Regions from separate parts of the Mus musculus genome. Here all the other regions are linked to region 2. Evidence: chromatin contacts called from public Hi-C and HiChIP or PLAC-seq data. All regions are on one chromosome and are shown on one strand. Each heading gives the region's core, a stretch centred on a gene start, on an enhancer-like site or on the middle of the called end of the contact. The rest is flanking DNA. Distances are from core to core; before and after follow the strand shown.

Region 1 (4,410 bases), core at 1,736-4,235, 440 kb after region 2:
CTTGGGAACATACTCCCACAGAAATTCTTACATATAAACTATAATGTTTCATTTTATTTTGCGTAAACTTGACCTTATTACATGGGTACCACTGTGTGTGAGTGCACTAGTTTGATGCTATACAAAAGCTGTATCACTAAGCTATACTGTTTTGGGGCATTTACCATAAAAGACTGCTCAGACAGGGGTTTAAACCAATAGAAATCTTCATTTGCTGGCCAGCAACTACACTCACCGGGTGTTCGGGATCCCAGCGTAGCACAGAGCCTTTTTCAGGATGAGTTTTTGAGCACAAAATTTATGTTCTGGGTTGACATAGCTCAGTTAACACGAACAGTTAGCCAGAAGCAGAACTCCAGAAGCTAAAAAGCAAGCTTAATACATTTATAGACTTTCCTGGAACTATGGGCTTTGATGGATCAGGCCTCTGTTGTCGTTTTGGCAGGTGGTGCTGTCTACCTGCTGAGTCTCCCAGGCTAAATGGCACTTCCATCATGGAGACGGTTGTACTAAGGCCTAGGGCCCCATTGCAACACCTCTAGCCTCCTATATTTTATAACAATTTGCACTAAGGCATTACTCAGGAATCTGATGTGTGTTTATTGTTTCCACATAGAAGTTATAATGTGGCTAAGACACACATCAAAGACTTTTTTTTGTTTTGTTTTGTTTTTTGTTTTTCAAGACAGGGTTTCTCTGTATAGCCCTAGCTGGCCTAGAACTCACTTTGTAGCCGAGGCTGGCCTCGAACTCAGAAATCCGCCTGCCTCTGCCTCCCGAGTGCTGGGATTAAAAGCATGCGCCACCACACCCAGCCATCAAAGACTTCTAACAGTCTATGTTCCAGAGAGTCACGGGACAACACATCACCTGTACACAACAATAAAATATCTCGCACCTCAGACTTGCTGAAGGCATGGATCAGGTGTGTAGCACGATGGTAGAATGCTTGCCTAGCACGTACCCTGGCTCAACGCCAGCAAGAAAAATGTTTGGTTTTGTCATACTGTATATATACAGTATGACATACTGTATACTGTAGCTGTCTTCAGACACACCAGAAGAGGGCATTAGATCCCATTACGGATGGTTGTGAGCCACCATGTGGTTGCTGGGATTTGAACTCAGGACCTTCAGAAGAGCAGTCAGTGCTCTTAACCACTGAGCCATCTCTCCAGCACTCATATAAAGGCACAAAGAGAAACAAGGAAACATGTGGAGATAATGGGGTTTTATTATCTCGATTGTGGTGGTAACACACACAAGTATTCAAGTTCCAATTCACCAAACTGTATACATTCTTTTCAAAATACCATTCGTACTTCAATAAAACTAGAAGAAATATATTTCAATCAATATTGACTCACATTATTAAACAGAGTAAAAAAAAATTGCTTTGAGATACGAGTCTTACTCGAAAGACTGCCCTGCCTAGCCTAGAACTTACTAGTAGGCCAGGCAAGCTTTGAACTCACAAAGATCTGTCTGCCTCTTTCTCCCAAGTGCTGTATTAAAGATGTGTGCCATTGGGGGCTGGTGAGATGGCTCAGTGGGTAAGAGCACCCGACTGCTCTTCCGAAGGTCCAGAGTTCAAATCCCAGCAACCACATGGTGGCTCACAACCATCCGTAACAAGATCTGACTCCCTCTTCTGGTGTGTCTGAAGACAGCTACAGTGTACTTACATATAATAATAAATAAATAAGTCTTTAAAAAAAAAAAAAAAAAAAAAAGATGTGTGCCATTACTTCCAGCAGCATACCAAATCCCATGTCACCTTTTTTTAAAGGTGAGCATGGTGGTTCACACTGCAATCCTAGTACTCAGGAGGCTGAGCAGGAAGATGAACGTTAACAGGATTTGAATAATATAATAAATCCTAAAACCAAAACACCATAGTGCATTAAACAAGTAGCTGGGTAGAGAGGCTCTAATCCCAGCATTCTGGAGCTGAGGTGGGAGGGTTGATGGGAGTTCAAAGCCGCTACATCGTAAGTTTCAGGCCAGTTTGGCCCACAAGTGAAACCCTGTCTTGGAGAATACAAACAGCAAATGAAGTGTTCTGTGTGCTTACATACTCAGTTATACATAATGTGAACCCGTGACCCAGCTAGAGTTTAAAAGGCAAGTGTTTTCACGTCACTCTGCTTATGGAACCATGAGAGGCTCCTGAGTATGCCCAGGAGACCCCAGATCACTCTTTGTGAAGCAGTAATTTATTTAACGTGTTACTTGTTTATTGATAATTTTCATATAGTAAAAGAAAGCCATTTGATTCGTTTAAAAATATATAAAGTATGTTTATAATCCCAGTATTAGGGAAACTGAAGCTGTTACATTTCGAGGCCAGTCTGGGCCACAAAGGGAGACCATGTCAAAAAAAAAAAAAAGAAAGAAAAAGAAAGAAAGAAAGGAAGGAAGGAAGGAAGGAAGGAAGGAAGGAAGGAAGAAAGGAAGAAAGGAAGAAAGGAAAGGGGGAGGGGGAAGGGGAGAAGGGGGAGAGGGAGGAGAGACAGAGACATAGTTTATCTTGTACTCTGTGCTGCACATTGATCAATGCGGTGAACTTTAAGAATCAGGTGTCTACGTTTTGTTTGCTCACAATAGAGGGACCCCAGAGCTGATTTGTGAAATAGGACGCAAGGGCTGGCACTATACGAATCTAGGGAAGCAATGGTTCTGACCAGATGTAGTAGGACCTCTAACAGGTTCTGAGCCTCGGGCTGGAATGTAGCCAGAGATCCAGGCCACCAGGGTATGGGAGGTGGGCAGGGTCAGAGCCCCATCAAACCAGTAATGTAATTTGATGAAGTTAAGATTTCTAAATGGTGTAGGAAAACAGCAGGAAAGCTGAAATGGCTAAAGTTCTGCGCAGAGAACAGAGAGGTGACTCAGAAGTGAAGCAGCTTCCCAGCCACCCGCCTCAACAAGACCAAATGACGCAAACGGGCTGGGAAAAGAGCGCACACTACCTGGTGGAAGCTTGGGCCCCGGCGCCCGCCGTAGATGTCGTGACAAAGCCGGCGCGTTGCCTTGGCGCCCATAAGACGCCGCCGAGCAGCCACTGTGGATTTCATCGGCGAGCTCCCTCGGTCACCATGTCTGTGCTGGACGTGTTGTGGGAGGACCGCGACGTGCGCTTCGACGTGTCCTCGCAGTGAGTCTCAGGATGCGCTGAGACCCCGTGACTATGGTCCCCTGCGGTCTTCGGCCCTGCCCTGGCCAGCGGCCTATCTCAGTGTGCGCCCATCAAGGCTGTGACCCTCCGCGTCCTGCGGTGGAGGGGACATAGGGCAGGGATTCCGGAAAGCAGGGTTCTAGAACAAAATCCGGAATAGCATTGCACACTACGGGCCTCTGCACGGTTGGCGTGTCTGTAAAATGAGGGCGGTGGGAGTGAGAATTCTCCAAAACTCCCGACCACGCAAAGCTTGTGTCGGAGCTAAGATTTCATTTAGTCCTTATCTAAATCTTTGAGAGCTTGTTATAAAGAAGCCCTGTTTGTGGGGGAATATGCTTAAAAGAGGAGATGGTTAAAAACCCTTCCTGCCCAGAAATCAGGGAGGGGGTCGCTGAGATCGTGATGGAAAACATAGAAGCTGAAGTTCTTGGATCAATAACTACACGGCGCCTCAGCTGCTTCCTAATGGTGCTTTATCATGAGCACTGTCTCCTAAAATAGAAAAAATGAGATATTGGTACATTTCTCAGTCTTTGTAGTAACTGGATGCCTAACATAGTATTCGTTCCTTTTGGAAGTTGAGGGAGGAGGTATTTGTGAAATTACAAAGTACAGTAACTCATTACACACCTTCTATGGCTTTCCCTGTAGTTCAGGGAGTGCCGTGGGTCTTAATCCAGACGAACCCTGTTTTCATGAACATTTTCAGTTTACAGACATCTGTCTCAAAAATCAAGACAGGAAAATAAGAGGGGTTGATTATCACACACCCTTCCTCATTCTAGTGCAGGAGAGTAGTCGTCACACAGCTAACTCAAAGGATCAAACGAGCCTGTGGAGATAGAGTGCTTTCTGTGCGCATCATTCACAGTGGAGGTCAGAAGTTAATTTGCAAAGCCGGGCGTGGTGGTGCACGCCTTTAATCCCAGCACTCGGGAGGCAGAGGCAGGTGGATTTCTGAGTTCGAGGCCAGCCTGGTCTACAGAGTGAGTTCCAGGATCAGCCAGGACTGTACAGAGAAACCCTGTCTCGAAAAACCAAAAAAAAAAAAAAAAAGAAGAAGAAGAAGAAGAAGAAGTTAACTTGCAGAAGTCGATTCTCTCCTCTGACTGTGTGGGTCCCAGGGATGACAGACACTCAGGTCATCAAACTTGGTGGTAGCCACCTTTACTCGCTGACCCACTCACTACCCTCCTGAGGATACACCTCATACAACCCTTTTAAAAACC
Region 2 (4,507 bases), core at 935-3,434:
CAGAGGCTAACAACCATTTGTAACTCTATTTCCAGGGGATCTAATACCCTTTCTGACCTACGAGAGCACTGAATACATAACTACACATAAATATATGCAGCAAATAAATATATAAAACAAAATAATCGACCCATTGGCTCCAGCTTTACAGCTTATGTGTGAGAATTCAATAAAAGATACAGACCCAGATTTGAAATATCTGGACATCCATAGAAATGACAGGGAAAGAATTGTGGTAAAAATATGATTGTTAGAATATTAACCAGACCCCAAAGTTCTGAGGAACTCTGTTCCTTGGCTGAAATTTCCAATGTGAAAACAAAAAAAAAATTTTTAAAGGCTGCCCTTTACACATAGGCATACACATATACTAGTTAAATAAAAAGACAGGATACATATAAAATGATGCCGTTCACATAGCATTCAAAAATACTGAAAAAATATTCATAGTTCTAGACGATGCAGATATTCAACTTTAAGCTGGTGATAGGAACATAATCTTTTAAAAATAATTTATTTTTATTTCATGCACATTGGTGTTTTGACAACATGTATCTCTGTGTGAAGGTGTCAGATCCCATAGAACAGGAGTTATAGGCAGTTGTGAGCTGTCATGTGGGTGATAGGAATTGAACCTGGGTCCTCTGGAAGAACAGCCAGAGCTCTTAAACCACTGAGCTAAGCTAGCTCTCCAGCTCCCGCAAACAGAATTTTGATGACTGTCTATGCATGTGTGTGAATGTACGAACACTCACAACACTGTCTTACTTAAGATTTCACGATAAAGACCTTCAATCTAAAAGCTAATCTACACACGATTCACATACGGTTTTTATACTCCAGAATCATCTCAGTCATCCTCTCTTCTTCCTTTAATTTCAAAGACATCTTTTCTGAAAGACAAATTACAAGAGATATTTGAATCCCGCTGAAATAACAGTAAAAAATAAATAAGGTCAGCAAAATCCACAAGTTAGGAGTTAAGGGCTGGCAGTACCTGAAAACGCTTTCATGGAGTCCTTGAAGGCGTCTCTAAGTCCCAGCACTTGACTATGATTATCATCGAGTCTGTTTCTGAACTTATCCCCAAATTCATTGATGCTTTGATTTAAGAGTGCCAATTCGTCTTCACCCATTATGTTTTAAGACACTGCAAAACAGAGCACAAAGCTGTATTTTAGTTGCTATCGACACCAAATAAGCCACATTTTCGAGTTTATGTCTGCAGGTTGACTTTGCTACAGAATGGTTAATAATTGAGCAACTCAGCTAGCATAAAGGCAGACTTTAATTCCAACATTTCCAGCTGGGGGCAGGAGAATCTGAGGTAAAGGTCAGCCAACGTCAGGACCAGTCTGATATACAAGAGACCTTTTCTAAATAAACACAACAGGGTGTGAACTAAACGCCTTTTTTCGCCTTTTGTCCCAGCACTGTCCCAGCACATCGGAGGCAGAGAGGCAGAGAGGCAGAGGAAGGTATTTGAGTTCAAAGATAGCCTGGTCAACATTGGGCCAGAACCTAATAAAATGTAAAATAAGATAAAAATAATCCACTAACAGTCCGGTAGTTAGCAACAGGATGATCCAAGCCAATTTGGGCTTAACTGTGGTGGATGTGCATCAATCTGTTCTGAAGGCATGAAGGGAGGTGGAGGAGAGGAAAGAATATGACCAAAACAAGGTTGCACGAAGCTTTCAAGTCATGTTTTAACAGGACCCCGGTGTCACTCCGCTTCTCCTAAAGGACCTGCTCGCAGGCAACGAGACCGAGACTCGAAGAGGTTGGGGGACAGACAGACCTGCAGGTTTTCTGCATCAGACCCCTGGCCGACTGCTCCGTCCACTCCTCCCCCTGCAGGGCGGAAGAGGGGAGTGTGATCGGGACCGAGCAGCGCCAGGACCCGAACTCCGCGGCTAACAGCGGACGCCCGCATTCCAGGCTCTGCGGACCCACGCCGACATGCCCAGGCCGGCTTCCCTCAGCCCGGGCGTGCGGTCGGCGAAGCCCCACAACCCTTCAAACGGCTCCCGACCTGAGCGGCCAGGAACGCCGCGGTCTCCACCAGACTGGACCTGTCCGGCAGGAACCAGCCCGCCGCTCTTCCGTCTGCTGCTCCCGGGTCTGCTGCTCCTCCAGCGCGCAGTCTTTCAATTTCAAACTCTCCACCGCCTGCTTACCCGCCCTTCAACTCCGTCTTCTGATTGGCTGACAGGGCAGACTCTCCGTGCAAGGATTGGTTGATATCGGCCTGCGGAATTCTCGCGGACAACTATGGAGCAGAGCATTCTGGGATTCGTAGTTCTTTGCTGAGACAGCTTGGGACGCGGTCTATAGTGAAGTAGAAGGGCTTGCCCCAGAATGAAGAAAAAAATGTAAAAATTGAAATTTAACTGCTTTCTTTTATGACATATACTTCCTTCTTCCTTGCACTCGTTTTATTTTGGAAATGACGGAAAATCCTCTTGAACAGACTCCAGTTATGATTGATTAGGCTGAAACATCCTGAAAGTTACCAAACTATTTACCCAAACTTAATGTTTGAATTTCCCAAGCTTTTCTAACATTGATTTATCGTGAGTATTTTACTTATTTAATTTTTATGTTTGAACGTGTTTACAGAAGGGGGCATCGGATCCCCTGGAACAGTTGTGAGCCACTGATAATCAAACTCCTCTCCTCTGCCTGAGGAGCAGACGCCCTGCAACTTTGAGCCATGTCGCCAGTCCTTCAGCTGTTGATTTTAAGACCTACTGGCAAAAACAAGCTCCTGGATCTCGCAGAACTTCAAACTGAATGGGATCAGAACACTGTATACTAAAGTAACCGGTGCTCCCTGAAGAGAGACAGATGGAAGCCACCAAGTTATTAAACATATAATTAAAAATACACATAATTTTAAAAAATAGTAAAGATTTTAAGCTAAGATTTGTTAGAAGACAACTTCACAGATGAAACAGACTTGCTAACTACATCTTTCTTTGTAAAACTGAGAAAGATAGGGAATTGAGAATATGCCCTTTAAAGAAAAGGAACTTGAAGTGTGGTGGCACACGCGTTTAATCCCAGCCCTTGGAAGGCAGAGGCAGGCGGATTTCTGAGTTCGAGGCCAGCCAGGTCTACAGAGTGAGTTCCAGGACAGCCAGGGCTACACAGAGAAACCCTGTCTTGAAAAACCAAAAAAAAAAAAAAAAAAAAAAAAAAAGAAAGAAAAAAGAAAAGAAAGAGAAAACAAGGAACTTGAGATGGTCAATATTAAAAAAAAATTATTGTTATTTTCATCTTTGATTATGATAATTGTTTCTGAAAATAACCCTTTGCTTGTAGACCATACTAATATTTCTTTGATTCCCTTTAAGCATCCAAATGCCAACTATAAGATTAAGCTACCAGATTATGGCTATTTTATCCCCAAGTGGTGCACGCCTTTAATCCCAGCACTCAGGAGGCAGAGGCAGATGGATTTCTGGGTTTGAGGCCAGCCTGGTCTACAGAGTGAGTTCCAGGACAGCCAGGGCTACACAGAGAAACCCTGTCTCAAACCCCCCCCCCCAAAAAAAACAAAACAAAACAAAAAAAGAACTGAAAATCAAGACTATGAAGTCTGGACAAGTTACCATCCTTGACCTTGACCTTGTCATCATCATTCAGCACATCACAGTATACCTGATGCTCAGTGTCTCGCCTGGGGCCATTATTAACAAATTTGGCCATATAGGAGGCAGAAAAGTGCATACCACTCTGCAGACGATCTGGGTTGGGTTCCCAGCACCCAAGTGTCTCCATGGGCACCCACACTCACATGTATGTATGGCTCCCGGACAAACACAATTTTTACTTATTTATTTACTTTATGTGTACAGGTGTTTTGCCTGTGTGCCAATGTGAGTACCTAGAGTCCTTGGCAGTCAGAAGAGGGCATCAGGTCCCCTGGAACTGGAGTTATGAATGGTTGTGAGCCACCATGTAGGTGCTAGGAATGGAACCCAGGTCCTTGGAAGTGCAGTCAGTGTTCTTTTTTTTTTAATATTTTTTAAAGATTTATTTATTTATTATATGTAAGTACACTGTAGCTGTCTTCAGACACTCCAGAAGAGGGAGTCAGATTTCATTCCGGATGGTTGTGAGCCACCATGTGGTTGCTGGGATTTGAACTTTGAACCTTCGGAAGAGCAGTCGGGTGCTCTTACACACTGAGCCATCTCACCAGCCCGCAGTCAGTGTTCTTAACCACTGAAGTATCTCATCAGACTGACCAAACATAATAAAAAACATATATGTATATGTATATATGTGTGTGTGCCACATCACCTCCAGTAGCATCTGTGTGACAAGTTCCACAGACTGAGGTGTTTGATCTCCAAAGGGGGAGGCCTCCTGGAACCGGTTGTAGAACTCTTCGCCAGAGAAAAAATATTGAGCCATAGTTCTCATGGTAATCTATCTGTTTTGTTTTCTCTTATTCCTTTTATTATTTACATGTTCCTGGTGGCCTAGACCGAGATCT
Region 3 (4,009 bases), core at 676-3,175, 300 kb before region 2:
TGTTTTTTGCCTGATCTATGCTAATTGATTTCCCTTCCTTCCTGTTTTTTTTATTATTTGAAATTTTTTGAGAATTTCCTATATGAGTACTATACTTACTTCATTCCCAACACCTTCCTTTTCTCTCCTTAAAATTCCTCCCATGTCCACTAATTTATTACAACTGCTGCAATTCTTAGAGGCTTGAGTTCCCCCATTTGTGTTGGCATCATTATAGAGGCTTTGTTTATGCAACCATACTGTAGTGATTTCATGGATTCCACAGCATCCCTCTGACTTCCTTTGTTAAGAAGATTTTTCTTTATCACTGGAAATCAATCTTGGTTTTTATTTTATTGTCACGGTATAATCATTGTTCTATAAGACTCAAGTTTAACCTTTTGATGTTGCTTAACTCCTTATATTTATTTCTATTGTTTGGGTTTCCTGTTCCTTCCATCCTGTATCCATTTTCTAGGCACCCAAAGCAAAGAAGTTTACAAATGAAAGCATTTAACTGGGGGCTTGCTTATAGTTTCAGAGGGTTAGTCCATGTTATCACAGGGTGTGTGTGTGTGTGTGTGTGTGTGTGTGTGTGTGTGTGGGAGCATGATTAGGCGGCCAGGCAGGCAGTCATGACTATAGATCAGCAGCTGGAAGCTTTACATCCCGATGCACAGAGAGGAGGCAGAAAGGGACTGAGACTGGGCTGGATGTGGGCTTTTGGAACTCCAGTGCCACACCTCCTCCAATAAGGCCACACCTCCTGACCCTACCCAAACAGTTCCACTAACTAAAACCCAAACATTCGAATATATGAGCTGTTCTCATTCAAACACCCACACCTTCTTTCATGGATTAATTATGTCTTTTAGAGTACATCATTTCTTAGAAAAGTAAATGTTGTAGATCTTTAAAATTTCTACCTTTTTGTTTGTTTGTTTGTTTTGAAATCCTTCATTTCCCATTAAGTGGTCGTTTTGTTACTGGGAAGATTCTGAACCTACCGACATCAGTCATTTTTCACCTTGCACCCTTTGGTATCCTTTTGTTTCTTTTCTCCCAAATGACAACATTCTGGCAAGGGTTCACTTTCCTGTGTGTGTCTTCTTGGCGGCTGAGGCTACATGATGTTGGGAAAAAGGGATTTTTGTTTTGTTTTCTGGTGCTGGTGATGAAACCTGTGTCTGTGGTTATGCCAGGCAAGAACTGTTCCCCAGCAGCAGCTGGCTTGTCCCTGTGCTGGGCATATGTGAGCTTTTTTGGGGTCTGAGGACTTAGAAAGCTCGAGTGTGGTCAACATTCTATTGTTGATTTCTTTGACAATGCCTTCTGTCAGTAGTATCTTGTTTCTTTTATCTGAAAATAGAGCCCTTAGTAGTTCGATAAAGCTTCTTGTTCTTTTTAGTTTAATTTTTGTCTTTTATATTTAAAAACTTTTAGGAAATTTGTTTGTATACATACAAGTCACTCACTTTAATGTATGGCTTTTCTAAATTTTGCCAAATGTGATCAGTAGTATAATTGTCACCAACATTAAAATGGTTATTTTGATCAAATTGATGGATGAATGGACAAACAAGTACACGCTTTCTCTCTCTCTCTCTCCCTCTCTCTCTCTCTCTCTCTCTCTCTCTCACACACACACACACACACACACACACACACACCACCATCCCACTATATAAAGGGAAGCATTTAATGGGGGGGGCTTGCTTATAGTTTCAGAGGGTTAGTCCGTGTTCATCTTTAAATGGAAAGATGCTGAGACACAATACTACTACATGAGTGAATTGGGAGGTCACTGTGAAGTGGACTGTTACAGGAAGACAACCATCCTGTGGTTTCATTTCTGCAAGGCAGTGGAGTAGTTAATTTCATAGACATGAACAGTGGTCAGAGCCAAGGGGCGTTAGCAGAGTGCTATGGTTTATCGGGTAGGGAAGTTTCGGTTTTGCAAGACTCAAGAGTTCTGGAGATGGGTGGTGGTGACAGCTGCTTGTCAGTGTGAGTGTCCTTCATGTCACTTAACTGTCAAATGAGAAATGATTACAGTAACAAATTCTATGCACGTCATCTCAGTTTCAGAGAGATGCAGGTCCAGTTACAGATCTTTCTTCCCTCTGATTCTTTCTCATATTTTAAAAATCAGTTAAGGCTTATTTTTTGATGATGTTGCCTGAGACATTTTTGCTGCGAAGTTGCAGCATACTAGTGCTTGCTCACCGTAGGAAGGGAAGCTGTGAGGGCCCAAAGTCGTAATTGCACGGAAGTCCCACCTGGTGAATGGGTTTCAGTTGGGGTTGCTACATAGGACTACGGTTGTGAGGGGGGTGGGGGCTACTTAAAGGAACAGAGGCAATTCCAAAGCAGCTGCATCACTGAAACGCCTACCCCAAAGAGGGTGAGAACTCAAAATAGCTGCAGCCTGGAGCTCGCAGCACAGCTTGCAGGCAGAGTAAGAGGTTTGAGAATCTCCTCTCAGAGACTTGGCAGGTCATCCTCCATCCTCAGCAGTGGTTTCTCAGGACCCCCACCCTGCCCCTAGCTGAGAATGTTTCAGTTCAGATGAAACATCTATACAGGCCATATACGTAGTCTCCAATATATTTTACTCTGCAAGTCTATTGGTTTCTTATAAAATGCCATTAAACATAGTCTGTGCTTAATCTCATGTGTTTGTTGTTTGCTTGGAGACAGGGTTTCTCCATGTAGCCCTGGCTGTCCGGGTCTACTTAATCTGTAGACCAGGCTGGCCGTGAACTCAGAGATCTGCCTGCGTCTGCCTCCTGAATGCTGGGATTAAAGGCGTGTGCCACCACCTGTCAGCTTTAATCTGATGTGTTTGAATAGTTTTCTGGTTGTTACTTTTTCAAAGACTATTGCCACTATGATACAGTTGTCTTGTCACCTTGAATTTCTGAGGTTAGTAATTGTTTTGAAGTTCTTTTATTTTTTTTTCTGTATCTTTAGGAAAGACACTTTATTGGCTTATTTTTATTATTTTATATGTATGGGTGTATTGCCTGCATATATGTCTATGGGCCATATATGTACAGAAGGCATTGGATTCCCTGGAATTAAAGTTACAGATAATTGTGAGCCAACGTGTGGGTGCTAGGAATTGAACCAAGACTTTTGGAAGAGCAGCCGGTGTTCTTAACCACTGCGCCATCTCTCCAGCTCCTTTTTGCTAGTTTATAAATGTTTGTTTTACATCCTGTTCTAAATATTTGCTTCTTATGTTTTCTGTTGACATTGGGGTACCCAAAAGTTTTGGGGAGACATGGTCACAAAAAAAAAAAAAGACTCTTGACCATTAAAAGAAAGTGTGAAAATCAGAATAGTTTTGAATTAAAAAAAAAAAGCAGTCTTGGTAATAAGAGAGTTCGCACGATCCTGTTTGCTGTATTCCTTACACCAGTACAATGCATTTGCCAAGGCTGATACTGATGTATTGTTAGTGACTGAGGTCCATGCTTATTTCAGAGTTCTCATTCTCTTTCTGTTCCTAACTTCTGTCCGATGACCTTTTATTAAAAGTTCTGAAAAGCGGCCAGGCATTTACTTCATAGACTGTTTCTGAGTTAGGGTCAGGCTGAAAGCTTTCCTTCTGGGTAGGCGGTGGGGGCTGTGGTGTGGGAAGAAAGACCATGCTAGCCCTGTGGCTGCTGACCTTACTCACCTGGCTGAGGCAGCCTTTGCCAGGTTTCCTGGAACTGTCTGCTCTCTGGGAGAAGTCAGTGTGAGAGAGTGCAGACAGTAGTCTCTGGTCTTTGCTCATTGCTTCCCCCTCATCCCTCATTACCGTTTGCTCCTGGTGCTCTTCTTGCAGTTTAGGTTTGAGGTATAACTAGGGTAATCCCAGGAATGGAAAGGGAAGGGTGTGGGGCAGCGGTACCTAGGCAGCTTTCTGTTCCCTTCACCCTTTCCCAGGGTCCCTGTGCTTAACCCACGGCTGCAGGAAAGGCCTGTGCTTGGTCCTGTGTTGTCATTAAGCACAGTGCCTGATGGGAATAAAAAAGGAAAG

Evidence for each region. A called contact is a pair of places that touch in the nucleus more often than the background predicts. HiChIP or PLAC-seq counts read pairs in DNA pulled down with a chosen protein or histone mark.
Region 1: a contact with region 2 is called in an H3K4me3 HiChIP or PLAC-seq map of bone marrow-derived macrophages, with 5 times the contacts expected there. The contact joins the promoter of Bbs5 here to the promoter of Spc25 in region 2. A contact is called at or near these places in 4 of 39 promoter capture datasets (liver, neural stem cells and stem cell-derived epiblast-like cells) and 1 of 115 datasets of contacts at active chromatin or transcription factors (bone marrow-derived macrophages).
Region 3: a contact with region 2 is called in a Hi-C map of LSK cells, with 5 times the contacts expected there. The contact joins the enhancer-like site here to the promoter of Spc25 in region 2. A contact is called at or near these places in 1 of 39 promoter capture datasets (pre-B cells), 2 of 484 Hi-C or Micro-C datasets (LSK cells and pre-B cells) and 2 of 9 other capture datasets (adipose tissue and liver).

The regions. Positions count from the first base shown.
Region 1 is chr2:69,644,186-69,648,595 of GRCm38.p6, forward strand. It overlaps Bbs5 (Bardet-Biedl syndrome 5 (human)), which reads left to right and starts at 2,986. Exons shown (of 12, transcript NM_028284.3): 1 at 2,986-3,157. The coding sequence starts at 3,099.
Region 2 is chr2:69,204,029-69,208,535 of GRCm38.p6, forward strand. Spc25 (SPC25, NDC80 kinetochore complex component, homolog (S. cerevisiae)) reads right to left here and starts at 2,185. Exons shown (of 7, transcript NM_001199124.2): 1 at 2,036-2,185; 2 at 998-1,150; 3 at 828-893. The coding sequence starts at 1,136.
Region 3 is chr2:68,905,961-68,909,969 of GRCm38.p6, forward strand. The region is part of intron 1 of Cers6 (ceramide synthase 6); the gene reads left to right. Among named protein-coding and RNA genes, the nearest start is that of Cers6, 47 kb to the left of the region's middle. Within about 2 kb of position 1,926, at least 114 of the 459 cell types and tissues checked have an H3K27ac peak or open chromatin away from gene starts, as enhancers often do. A contact at or near this core is called in LSK cells and adipose tissue, where this site is marked.